4 separate regions of the Mus musculus genome follow, and regions 1, 3 and 4 are each linked to region 2. The links are chromatin contacts, called in public promoter capture Hi-C maps. All regions are on one chromosome and are shown on one strand. The core of a region is the stretch at or near the end of the contact, and the rest is flanking DNA. Distances in the headings are between cores, read along the strand shown.

Region 1 (3,045 bases), core at 269-2,768, 180 kb before region 2:
ACCAAATACATCCACATACAAAGGCTTTAAAATAAGTTAAAGATGACTAGGTAGGTGATAGCTAAGTGAGATTTATAATTTGTTTAAAATGAGAATATCTGTGGAAGGAGTAAAGACATATAAAATAAAACTATATCATGCATTTTTAGATCTAATAATTTAACTGAACAATGAATTTATATTATTTCAGCATCCAAATTTGTGGTATATGAGTAAGGCTAAGAAAGCAAGGAGGTCATTTTGATTATAGTTGCAGCACTATGAGCATAGCGTTATATAGCATTGACATCACTAAGAATCATGGAATATGTGTGAGATGCCAAAGTTCAGTATAAGAGACTGGATGTATTCAGATAATCCATTCATGGCAACAATAGAGCAGTTTTGAATATAGTTTGGAGAGTTCTTGCCTTGAGAGAAATCTAATGCTTCGTCCTTCAGGCTTTCAGAAGGAGAGAAGGAACAGATCTCTGAGCAGTTGCGTGTGCTGAACAAGACTTACCATGACCTTTGTGATGGTTCTGCAAACCAACTCCAGCAGCTCCAAAGCGAGTTGGCTCAGCAGACGGAACAAAAGGTATTTTTACTTTTTGGCTCCATATATTATGGAAGCCTTTTAAGTGGTATGAAAGTGGCTTTGCTGATTGAGAGTCATGTTCACTAGCTTGCCATGACCAATGTGACTTAATATTTAACCTCACCTTAGCAGCCATTTGTCATGTGTTTCTTTACTGGGGTTCCATGATGTGTTGGTCAGTCAAAAATATCAGAGGGCATTTATAGCAAACCCTCTGTTTCTGGTCCACTCCCACCTCCACCCACATTTTACCATTGCATATTGGAAAACAGTTAATGAGAATTTAAATTCTGTATTTGTATCTGATCACAGGTCACTAAGATTTTACTCCTTTGAGACATTGTCACCCAAGAGTTGATAGCCAAGGGTTGTGGATATTGGCAAGAACATGCTTATAACCCTCTTCCTTCTGTAGCGTGACCAGGGAGAGTGAACTTCACTGACTGAGACGCTGGTTCCCCTCACCATCCATGGCCATCCTGTCACATAGCACATTACCAGTTCTCACCTCACCTTCACTTTTGTACCACATGGAAGTCATTATAGTTGCTGTCGATTGTCTTAAGTTGTTTCTGGATATTTGTGTGTGTGTGTGCATTTAACCAAGTTATATACATGTGTCTCTGGGATATACAGTGTGTTTGCCTGCTTATTTCCTATGTTGTGAAGCAATGGCCAGTTTATGTGGAGACAGCTAACATGGTAAATCATATTTGGTCTATATGATTCAAAAAATGACTATTCAAAACAAAATATACTTGATTCTGAAAAATGGATATAAATTATAAGTTCATAAAGTCTACAGGATAGAAGCAGTCCTGCTTTGATAATACATTTCCAGGAAATGTGTGCTGGTGAGGAATTTTCAGTGTAAAGCAGCCCACTCTAGTGGCTGTTGCTTCACCATATAAGGGAGTATGTGAAAGTTTTAACAATTGCTTGCTGAGAACATCCAGTTCTCATTTTGAAAAGTTAAAGAGGGATGGGAGGGGGAAGAGAAGGACAGGACAAGCTGCTGAGCACCACTACATTGAGCATGATGTGTCCCTGTACTGTGTGTGTTTCATGTAAAGTATTGTTCTGATTAACTGACATCCTTGCTTACAAGTTTCACTAACCCTTTGGAGTTTAAGCACAAATGCACAAAGGGAAAAGAGGACGACCTGTTTGGGGTTCTTTTTTGCAAAAAAAACAAACAGTCGCATGCTGGACGCTAACACCAAGCTTACACTGTGTATGTGATACGGCTGAGCTGCTCCATAAGGCTCTATTTCCTATCTGCCTGAGGCGTGCTCTGCAGTGTGGGTAAGTAGACGCCTTTTATTTTCTTTCCTTTTCTCCCTGTCTTTTACTGCTCATCTAGGTCACAATGTCCATGTTTGGTAGACTGGATTTCTCTGGATTACGTCCCAGTGCAGTGCTGCCTGTCTAGCCTTCAGTTATGAGGGTGTTAGAAGGAATTCTGAAGGCTTTTCTCTTTGGCTCAATTCCAGGCTTCCCCCCCCCCCCCCGCCCCAATGTCAGCATTTTTGCAATTATAACTCTTACAGAAGAAATTACAATAGTCTTCCCTTTTGTTATAACAGGCTTTATATGGATTTCTTTCTTTCTTTCTTTCTTTCTTTCTTTCTTTCTTTCTTTCTTTCTTTCTTTCTTTCTTTTTTCTTTTTGGTTTTTTGAGGTAGGCCCTGGAACTTGGTCTATAAACCAGAATGGCCTTGAATTTAGAGATCCCACGTACCCAGCTTATATATTTGTAAACAATCATACACCAATGATCAATTTTTTCAATCTCTATAAAATAGACACATAGTAGATCTGTATGGTATGTGTGTTTCATTTATATAAATTGAACCCTGTAATACAGAAATTAAAGATGGAAGAGAATGGCAAATAATATACTTTGTAGCATGGAGAATTATGCCATTAATTGAGCATATACAATGAAATGGAGAAATGAGCCAAGTCCCTCTTTGCTATCCAATCTTCATTCTTATATACAGTCCTCATGCTTGAAATCCTTGTTCAGTCTTTAAAGTTGAAGCTATGGCCTAATAGTGTTAAAGGTGTTCTTATATGTTATCTATTTATTCATTTACTGGTCATTGTATTGCAGATACTGTTCCTATACACACAGAGAAAAACTATTCTTTCAATATAGTTTCCCTCTGAATGAGAATAGAAACAAAGTGTACTTGTTAGTAGACAGGGAACTGGTTGACAGTTAAGTCTAGATCATGAAGAGTAAGTTATGAAGTTTTTGGGTTTTTTTAAGTTATGAATTTTTAAAAATCCAAAATAATACTGCCCTTATTAGAGAGATAATGACTGAAGGGCATAGTGGTGTCTGCCCTTAGTCGCATCACTCTGGAGGCAGAGGCAGGAGTCTGCTGCCGGGCAATTTGAGGCCAGCCTGCTCCACATAGTTTATACCAGGACAGTCAGAGTTTCATAGTGAGACCCTGTCT
Region 2 (3,099 bases), core at 237-2,736:
GCCCACTGCCAGGTTTAAAGACTAAGGGGCCACATGCAAATGACATAAGCCTTAGAAGCTGGGGAAGAAACAGCCTCCCCTGCAGGCTCCAAGAGGACAGTCCTACAACACTGCAATCTTTTTGCTCAGTAAAACCTACTTTGCAGAAATGCAACCAAACCTCTGATGACCTTTTTTTAAAAAAAGATTTTATGTTGAGTACACAGCAGCTGTACAGATAGCTATGAGCCTTCATGTGGTGGTTGGGAATTGAATTTTTAGGACCTCTGCTTGCTCTGGTCAAACCTGCTTGCTCAGTCCCTGCTCACTCCAGCCCAAAGATTTATTATACATAAGTACACTGTAGCTGACTTCAGATGCACCAGAAGAGGGCGTCAGATCTCATTACAGATGGTTGTGAGCCACCACGTGGCTGCTGGGATTTGAGCTCAGGACCTTCTGAAGAGCAGTCAGTGAGCCATCTCGCCAGCCCCTTCTGATAACCTTTTAAAAGCACCCCCACCCGCCACATCCCTGCCAAGCCTGTAGCCTACCGATCACTTGTGTGGTCTCTGAGTGACAGAGGTCAAAGATCAGGTGATTTTCCTCTATCAACCCCCATCTTTAAGATATAACTGTAGCTGTGTACGTTCACAAGTGAAGGTGCCCAAGGAGGGGCAGAGGTCTGAGAACCCCTGGAGTTAAGATGGTTTTAAGCCTCAATGTGTCCAGAAATATTAAGACTGGCTAGAAACTCAGGAGCAGATTGTTTCTCCAGAGATCAGAGTCAGAATCCTCAATTGCCTCTAATTCCAGCTCCTGCAGTCTTTGGACCCAAGAGTATCCACATGGACACTTTTTTCCGAGACAGGGTTTCTCTATATAGCTCTGGCTGTCCTGCAACTCACTTTGTAGACCAGGCTGGCCTTGAACTCAGAAATCTGCCTGCCTCTGCCTCCCGAGTGCTGGGATTTAAAGGCTTGTGCCACCATGCCTGGCTACATGGACACTTTTTAAAAACCCCCAAAACCTTACAGTTTGGGCTTTTGGACCTGTTACTTAAAAGGAGACCAATTCTTATGGGAAACTACCCATAGCCCTAAGGCAGGCTTGGCTGGAAGATAGGAAGGCAGCTGACCGTGGCCAGCACTTGGGACTCTGATATCATGGGACTCCTGAGCATTTCCCCAGAGCAGAAGCCTTGCTGCAGAAACTGGCCAACTGCACGCTGACGTAAGCAGGAGGCAACCGAACTTTACTCCAGTGAAGAGGACGGAGGCTTTGGCCAATGGGCTAGCAAATCCTACCCTGTCCCTAGGGTTTGCAGCGACCCCACAGATCCTGGACTTTCCTGGTGTTAGCATTCTACATTCAAGTATAAAGATTCTGCCATGGTATGCAGAGCGCATTCTAGGACAACTCAATTCACAGTTCACTCTTTTCATGCTTGGGTTGGGTTGGCTCCAAACTCACTGGGCATTACTGCCCTGTAATTCCTGGTCATTCTGACTCCAGCTGGGATCACAGATGCTGGCCAGGAGCCCAGGGGCTTGGTACATGCCAGGCAAGCTCCACCCCAACCCATTTAAATTACCACATGCTTGCTAGCCCAATTACATCCTAAAAATAAAGAAAAGTAGCCGGGCGTGGTGGAGCACGCCTTTAATCCCAGCACTTGGGAGGCAGAGGCAGGCAGATTTCTGAGTTCGAGGCCAGCCTGGTCTACAGAATGAGTAGTTCCAGGACAGCCAAGGCTACACAGAGAAACCCTGTCTCAAAAAACCAAAAGGGAAAGTAAATTTATTTAATATATGCAGAGCCCAACAGTTCTAGCAAAAGCCCAAGATTGTAACATAAAACTGGCATCAAATTCAGCCATATTTATGGAGATTTTATTTCCTTTATTTGAGAAACTTAAGTCTTGGGTACATCAAAACCAATTTCTGGGATGAGGGAAAAAAAAAACCAGAACCCATAATAGAAAAAAAAAAGTTATCATCTGGGTCACAACAGAACCCAGAGAATATATTCTTATAATTGAAAAACTTATAGGTGCTTCATAATTGACCTTCTGATACAAAATGACCTATTGAATTTGCAACTTGGTTCTTGGTGTGGAGGTCCACAGACAAACTAGGATGTCTTCAGACCTTAGCTGGATGCCATGAGGGGTTATTTGGCTTTCGACTCCTAGAAAAGAGAAGTGCCAACACAAATAAGCAAGCCTGTTTGTTAAAGAGACCTCTCTGCTCGTCAGCACCAGCTGCTCCCAGCCGGCTGCAACTCATCGCCTTCTCCTTTCCCCTATCAAGAGTCCCAGTTCACTCTCTCCTAAACCTTGCAGGGGCCACAGCTCAGACATCACTACAGTGATCTCTTCAACAAGACTGTAATAAATACCAACACCCCTCTCTGCACACTGCACTCACAGCTAGGCAGTGGACACAACCTCAGGCCAAGCTAGAAAGGTCCCTGGCCCACATGGGCAGCTGGGATTGCAGATCCTGTTTTATTATATATATACCCCCTCACCCCCAACAGCCTGGAACATATGGTAAGGCCCTATCTGAAAAACCAAAGGGGGCAGAAAACACGAACTGTCAACATACTTTTTTTCTTGTCTAAGAGGTAGCAGCAGCAACAGTGCCCACCTTCTGGGCAGCTTCTTTCTTGGCATGGTGAGCCTGCAGGACTGCCACCGCTTCATCTACCTTGGAGCGGAGGGACTCGGGGGACTCCAGCATGTGCAGCAGCTCAGAGTTGTCGATTTCCAGCAGCATCCCGGTGATTTTCCCAGCCAGGTTTGAATGCATTGTTTGGATAAGCGGGAACAGACGCTCCCCTATGGGCGGAACGGTTGCGGTCACCACAGCGCCTAAGCCCAGTGAGCACTGGCATCCGGGCTCTCTTCTGCAAGCAGGCGAACTTACCCAGCATCTGCTTCTGCTCCTGGGGGGGCGCTGCAGCAAGCATGGAGGCAGTCAGGGGCTCCTGACCCTGGACGTGGACTGCAGGCTGGGGGGCCTGTGAACCAGCATAGGCAGTAGGGTTAGTACTAAGGAGACCATGTGAAAAAGGAGGCAGCCGCAGTCCTGTCTCTGGGGAACAAGGTGAGGATAG
Region 3 (2,846 bases), core at 77-2,576, 140 kb before region 2:
TTAAAAGTTAAATGTAGACTAGATAAATTGTCAGAAAATATAAGAACATAGAAATTTTCTTCTCTGAAATTTTCATCAAATTTTTTAATGTCCCAGTTGATCATGGCATGTCAGCTCTCCAACTTCCAAAATGCTGCCATCATCTTATCTTGGCTCTTCTGATTAGTAAGAGGTGATGGTCTCTACTCAGTTGGGATTCACTGATGTGCTGTACTCAAAAGAGCTCAGATCCCACCATTTTCATTTTAAAGTCAATTCTAAAGCAAAGAACTTAAATGCATTAAGTTTGTGGAACAAGCCGTGGAGCATCTGAGATCTCCTGCTCAGTCAGTCTCACAAACTTCTACCACATACAGCTGTGACATGGCATGCATGTTGTACTTTCCCCTAGGCTTTTCTGGCTGAATTGGAACAGAATTCCCCTAAAATTCAGAAAGTAAAGGAAGCCCTGGCTGGATTACTGAAGACCTATCCCAACTCACAAGAAGCAGAAAACTGGAAGAAAATGCAAGAGGACCTCAGTAAGTCATCACAGAGATGTTTTATTCTTAAAAGATCCAGTTTCAGGGCCAGAAAGATGGCTCAGCAGTTAAGATCACTGGCTGCTATCCAAGAGAACCTGAGTTCTAATTCCCAGCACCCACATGGTGGCTCACAACTGTCTGTATCTACAGTTCTAGGGTATAAGACACACATGCAGGCAAAACAGCAATGCACATACAATTAAAATACATAAATTAGGTTTTTTTAAAAAATCTTATCTCCAAAGCAAATTGGAAATGTTAGTACACCCTAAAAAGCTGGAATTATTTTCAATTAACTTTTTTAAGGAAGCAAAAGGCCTGTCTGTCTAGGACCAGATAATGACCTGAACAGGGGAGATTTTAGAAATTCAAGTCAAGAGCAATCTGGCTTTCTAGGACAAGTCAAACTGATAGTCTACTCTGATCAGAAGCTAACGGAGTATTGGGGATAAAAATGAAAGTGGGAAGTAATGACCCATTCCTTGAATCCCAGCACTCAGGAGGGAGTAGTGGGTGGATCTCTGTGAGTGCAAGGCAAAAGGGGTGTGGGGGAGGAGGGGAGCTTCCACAGTTTCATCACCTGCAGCTTCTTGTCACTACCAGTCTAATGAACATATAGAACTATTTGTATTACTTTAGTTTTTAAATGTTTTTAAGTTATTTTTAATTTTTAAAAATGTTAAATAATGGCTCATGTGTCGTTTCCTGTAGAATATAAGGAGTACAGCTTAGGGACCAAGCCAAATGCATTCTCTCATTTCCTCTCAACAGATTCCCGATGGGAAAAGGCCACCGAGGTTACTGTGGCTCGCCAAAAGCAGCTAGAGGAATCTGCAAGCCACCTGGCCTGCTTCCAGGCTGCAGAGTCCCAACTCCGCCCCTGGCTGATGGAGAAGGAGCTGATGATGGGAGTTCTTGGTCCCTTGTCTATTGACCCCAACATGTTGAATGCCCAGAAGCAGCAGGTCCAGGTGAGCAAAGTTGATTAATGCCTGAGCAAAGTAATCTGGGTTTCAATGCTACTCTCAGCATGTAGATTTGATTATTTCACTTTTCTCAGTTTAATAAGATTGTATTTGTGAGATTTTATCAAGATGTTCATCAAGTAATAAACAGAACAGAACTCTTAATAATATCATTAACAGGCAGTAAGCTCAATGAATTTAAAAATGGGGGACGTTTCCTGAGTAAATTAAATTCATACCTTACTTTTAATTCTCAGTAGTACGTGTGCACATTACTTAATATATTTGTATCTGTCTGCAGCTGATTAAGCAGAGAAGTCATTTCCTGTGCAAGCTTGCCTAGAGCCTTTGCTCTGCTCTGCCCCTTTCTCTATACCTGTTACTTGCTCCCTTCTGCCTTGTTCTCCAAGATCAGGTCTAAGAACAGTATTTGAAGGAGCTTTTTCTTTCAGCCTTACATGTGTCCTAATCTACCTACAAATACTGCTCTAATCCATTGTTTGTCCATGTTTGTTTGTTTAATTTTGTCTTATGTGTAAGGATGTTTTGGTACGTTCCTGTCTGTCCATATGTGTGCCTAGTGTCTGTGGAGTCCCTAAGAGGACATCAGATTCCCTGAAACTGTAGTTACAGGTTGTAAGCCACCATGTGGCTTCTGGGAAATGAACTCAGGACCTCTGGCAAAACAATCAGTGCTCTTAACCATTGAACCATCTCTCTAGACCCTTGGTTGTTTTGTTTGTTTGGTTGGTTGGTTTTTGTTTTTCTCTTAAAAATTACTGAGAATCTTAACCACTTCGGGCCCCCAAATTATTGAGAATCTTACAGAGCTGTCTTGTATTTATTTATTGATATTTACTGATATTCTATCAAGTCAGTAATTTTAATATATATTCATTATTTAATTTTTAAATAATGCTAAAACCACCACTTTAAGTACCAGATTCAATCTGTAATCATTGGGTAGATTCTGTAAAACCACAGCAGACGTCCATTAGGGAATAAGAACTTGTTTTGGGGGTGGAGAGATGGCTCAGTGGTTAAAAGCACTGACTGCTCTTTCAGAGGTCCTGAGTTCAATTCCCAGCAACCACATGGTGGCTCACAACCATCTGTAATGAGATCTGATGTGTCTGAAGAGAGCAATGGTGTACTTATATACAATAAATAAATAAATAAATAAATAAATAAATAAATAAGTAAATAAATCATTTTAAATTAAAGACATTAAAAAAAAAGAACTTATTTTGTTGAGACAGGGTCTCACTCTGTAGCATAGGTTGACCTTGAGTTTACTATGTTGCCCAAGCAGGCCTCAGGCTTGCAGGTAATCCTCCTCCTTAAGCTTCCTGAACGA
Region 4 (3,073 bases), core at 465-2,964, 160 kb before region 2:
CAGTTGACATCAATATATGTGTGTGTGTATATATATGTGTGTGTGTGTGTGTGTGTGTGTGTGTGTGTGTGTGTGTGTGTGTGTATGTATGTATGTGTATATATATATATATATATATATATATATATATATATATATAGAGAGAGAGAGAGAGAGAGAGAGAGAGAGAGAGATAGGTAGATAGATAGATATAGATATATATATATATATTACATACATCACTGTCCCATATTAACTCATCTTATTTCTAAGAAGTTGTGTCCATGAATTTCTTTTACCTTCCATATTAAATCCATATTTTTACTATGGTTCCTTGTCCACTCTACCTCCAGCATATCTACCTCTAGTTGTAATATAACCAAATTGTTCACATTTTCCTATTAATGGTCTTTGGGGTTGTTTACTACCAGGCTCGTCACCAAGAATTGCTGTCTCAGCAGCAGAATTTCATTGTGGCCACCCAGTCAGTTCAGTCCTTCCTGGACCAACACAGTCACAATCTCACACCTGAGGAGCGACAGAAGCTTCAGGAGAAGCTGGGTGAGCTTAAGGAGCAATATGCAGCCTCCCTTGCCCGGTCAGAGGCAGAGCTGAAGCAGACGCAGGCTCTACGAGATGAACTGCAGAAGTTCCTGCAAGACCACAAGGAATTTGAAAACTGGCTACAACAATCTGAGAATGAGCTGGATAGTATGCATAAGGGAGGCAGCAGTCCTGAAGCTCTGAACTCCTTGCTAAAGCGGCAAGGAAGCTTCTCTGAGGATGTCATTTCCCACAAAGGAGACTTGAGATTTGTGACTATCTCAGGGCAGAAAGTCTTAGAAACAGAAAACAATTTTGAGGAAGGCCAAGAGCCATCAGCTACCAGAAACTTAGTGAATGAAAAACTGAAGGATGCAACAGAAAGATACACCACTCTCCACTCTAAGGTAAGAAAGACCCCCATCCCCACCCCCTCCAATCAACCTCCAGGGAAACAACTATGGCTGTCCTCAAACAGCCGTGGGTAATTTCTAAGGCTCAAAATATGAGTCATAAGACAGTGTATGTGAACCAAAGGAAAATGGGTTTCATCAGCTATAAATAGAAATTCAGACTCTGTGGGTCCATGGTCTAACACCTAGTCCTGTTAATGTTGGGAATATGTGTCACATCATTGGTGGAGATAGAAGTGCTCATCTGCCAATATCTTGGACTTATAAGAGATATAGCACAGCAAAATTTAAGCCAACTTCAGTCTTTTTTCATAGACAATTTGTTCTTAGACAATTTCTTCCTGAAAATCCAAAAAACAAACAAAATTTCTCCTAAAGTTTAGAATTACACACCACACTTAATCTTTCTGTCAACATCTAATCTCCCAAAAGGAACATTTTTCCACTTTTAAGTCCTTACTTTTGCCTGTAGTCTGCTGTGTATTTCTCTGGTGGTGTGTCATCCAAATCATTAAGTCTTCCTGGGGATGAGTGAGATGAAGTATACAGTACAAATACTGGTGATCCTGCTTGTAGACAGTTAAATCATTGTGTAAAGTTGCAGTCAGTTCTCTGTACCTAGGAAAGGCTCTTTCTTTGGACTCTATTCTAGAAGCTGCTGCCTTTGACATTTTTATTTCTTTGGCTTAGTGTATACGATTGGGCTCTCATCTGAGCATGTTGCTAGGCCAGTATCAGCAATTCCAGAGCAGCGCTGACAGCCTGCAGGCCTGGGTGTTGACTTGTGAGGCCAGCGTGGGGAAGCTTCTCTCAGACACAGTTGCCTCTGACCCCGGAGTCCTGCAACAGCAGCTTGCAACAACAAAGGTAGGCAGATTCAGACCGTGTGTGTGTGTGTGTGTGTGTGTGTGTGTGTGTGTGTGTGTGTGTCAAGATCTTATATTTCATGGCTTAGAGGGAACTGATAAAAGTAAATACTACTAAAAATACATTAGTTGGAAATGTCTTAGGCAAGACCAGATTCATAAATTCTTTGTTTTGTTTTTGGGTTTTTTTTTTTTGATTGTTTGTTTTGTTTTGTTTTTTGCTGTTGTTTTGGGCAAGCAGCAGTTACAGGAAGAATTGGCTGAACACCAAGTACCTGTAGAAAAGCTTCAAAAAGCAGCTCATGACCTACTGGACATTGAAGGAGAGCCAGCCCTGGACTGTAGGCCTATTCAAGAAACTACAGGTACGAAGCAGCACAGTACTCCTCCCCTTAGGAGTAGTGTGATCTTTTTTTTTGTAGTATGTAGCAAACTGTATGAACAGTTAGATATCCAGAGCGCTAAGCTCAGGGCAGGGGACATACATTTGTAGGGGGCGATTCTGATACTTTGATATAATCCGGAATCTGCACGTACTGATGCTGAAGGTCCTCTTCCCGAGTTGGTTCTTGATCCATCAATAAAGATGTTGGCTAATGGCTGGTGTAGCAGGGGACAAATTAGGTATGCCCAGTTGTTGTTAGCCAAGGCATTTTGAGAATAACTGTCCTGTGAGTGCGTCCGTATGCGTGTGTTTCTTCAATCCACAGATCCAGCATAACTCCTAGGCAGGTGCAAGCATGTGACCCACCAAGAACACAAGGCAGGGTAGCAAAAGCTACACGCAACATACATGTATAAGATGTCATGAAATAGCTCACTTTCCAGTGAATTCTGTTACTACACTTTCCATGGCTTTCACTCTATGGCTTTAACCCTTTCAGTACCTGCTGTCATTGAACTCTGTTTCTTTCACTTTATAAGGAAACTTGCTATTCCCGAGTTTTACTGCCTTTGATATTTCTCCTGTTTCTTAACTGACATTTATTTCATTGTATTCTCCATGAATGATGAAATCCTATTTATCTTTCAAGATTTCATCAGTGGTACATCAGAGGCTTTAGTCAGTACATTATGTATTTGAAAATTACTAAAGTTCTCAGCTTGAAAAGTGCTAAGTATGTGAGCTAGCTATGTTACTAACATGATATAGTCATTCTATAATATGTGTGTATCTTAAATATAATTTGCATACCAAAAAAAACTTATCAGATTTACTTACAACAGGTGGGTGGGAGAGGGAAGGAGACAGGCTGGAGAGCTTATGGCCTT

Evidence for each region. Capture Hi-C pulls out chosen DNA fragments and counts their contacts.
Region 1: a contact with region 2 is called in a promoter capture Hi-C map of adipose tissue. The contact joins two enhancer-like sites. A contact is called at or near these places in 6 of 39 promoter capture datasets (the C10 cell line, cranial neural crest, liver and 2 more), 1 of 15 datasets of contacts at CTCF or cohesin (the NIH/3T3 cell line), 9 of 484 Hi-C or Micro-C datasets (Th1 cells, Th2 cells, cortical neurons and 5 more), 4 of 115 datasets of contacts at active chromatin or transcription factors (embryonic stem cells and trophoblast stem cells) and 4 of 9 other capture datasets (adipose tissue, embryonic stem cells, liver and 1 more).
Region 3: a contact with region 2 is called in a promoter capture Hi-C map of adipose tissue. The contact joins two enhancer-like sites. A contact is called at or near these places in 8 of 39 promoter capture datasets (the C10 cell line, the HPC-7 cell line, cranial neural crest and 5 more), 6 of 484 Hi-C or Micro-C datasets (the C10 cell line, CD8 T cells, Th1 cells and 3 more), 6 of 115 datasets of contacts at active chromatin or transcription factors (T-cell acute lymphoblastic leukemia, astrocytes, embryonic stem cells and 2 more) and 4 of 9 other capture datasets (adipose tissue, embryonic stem cells, liver and 1 more).
Region 4: a promoter capture Hi-C map of adipose tissue shows a contact between it and region 2. The contact joins two enhancer-like sites. A contact is called at or near these places in 9 of 39 promoter capture datasets (the 3T3-L1 cell line, the C10 cell line, cranial neural crest and 5 more), 14 of 484 Hi-C or Micro-C datasets (the C10 cell line, CD8 T cells, the STO cell line and 9 more), 7 of 115 datasets of contacts at active chromatin or transcription factors (T-cell acute lymphoblastic leukemia, astrocytes, embryonic stem cells and 1 more) and 4 of 9 other capture datasets (adipose tissue, embryonic stem cells, liver and 1 more).

What each region holds. Positions count from the first base shown.
Region 1 is chr4:123,477,719-123,480,763 of GRCm38.p6, reverse strand. It overlaps Macf1 (microtubule-actin crosslinking factor 1), which reads left to right. Exons shown (of 98, transcript NM_001199136.1): 35 at 442-577. Among named protein-coding and RNA genes, the nearest start is that of D830031N03Rik, 67 kb to the right of the region's middle. Within about 2 kb of position 1,518, at least 23 of the 459 cell types and tissues checked have an H3K27ac peak or open chromatin away from gene starts, as enhancers often do. A contact at or near this core is called in adipose tissue, where this site is marked.
Region 2 is chr4:123,297,583-123,300,681 of GRCm38.p6, reverse strand. It overlaps Pabpc4 (poly(A) binding protein, cytoplasmic 4), which reads right to left. Exons shown (of 15, transcript NM_130881.3): 13 at 2,910-3,003; 14 at 2,589-2,821; 15 at 1,757-2,169. The coding sequence ends at 2,601. Among named protein-coding and RNA genes, the nearest start is that of Gm22154, 6.0 kb to the right of the region's middle. Within about 2 kb of position 1,486, at least 22 of the 459 cell types and tissues checked have an H3K27ac peak or open chromatin away from gene starts, as enhancers often do. A contact at or near this core is called in the STO cell line and adipose tissue, where this site is marked.
Region 3 is chr4:123,437,116-123,439,961 of GRCm38.p6, reverse strand. It overlaps Macf1 (microtubule-actin crosslinking factor 1), which reads left to right. Exons shown (of 98, transcript NM_001199136.1): 54 at 392-521; 55 at 1,296-1,495. Among named protein-coding and RNA genes, the nearest start is that of D830031N03Rik, 27 kb to the right of the region's middle. Within about 2 kb of position 1,326, at least 6 of the 459 cell types and tissues checked have an H3K27ac peak or open chromatin away from gene starts, as enhancers often do. A contact at or near this core is called in adipose tissue, where this site is marked.
Region 4 is chr4:123,454,087-123,457,159 of GRCm38.p6, reverse strand. It overlaps Macf1 (microtubule-actin crosslinking factor 1), which reads left to right. Exons shown (of 98, transcript NM_001199136.1): 44 at 411-929; 45 at 1,626-1,802; 46 at 2,043-2,166. Among named protein-coding and RNA genes, the nearest start is that of D830031N03Rik, 44 kb to the right of the region's middle. Within about 2 kb of position 1,714, at least 11 of the 459 cell types and tissues checked have an H3K27ac peak or open chromatin away from gene starts, as enhancers often do. A contact at or near this core is called in the STO cell line, where this site is marked.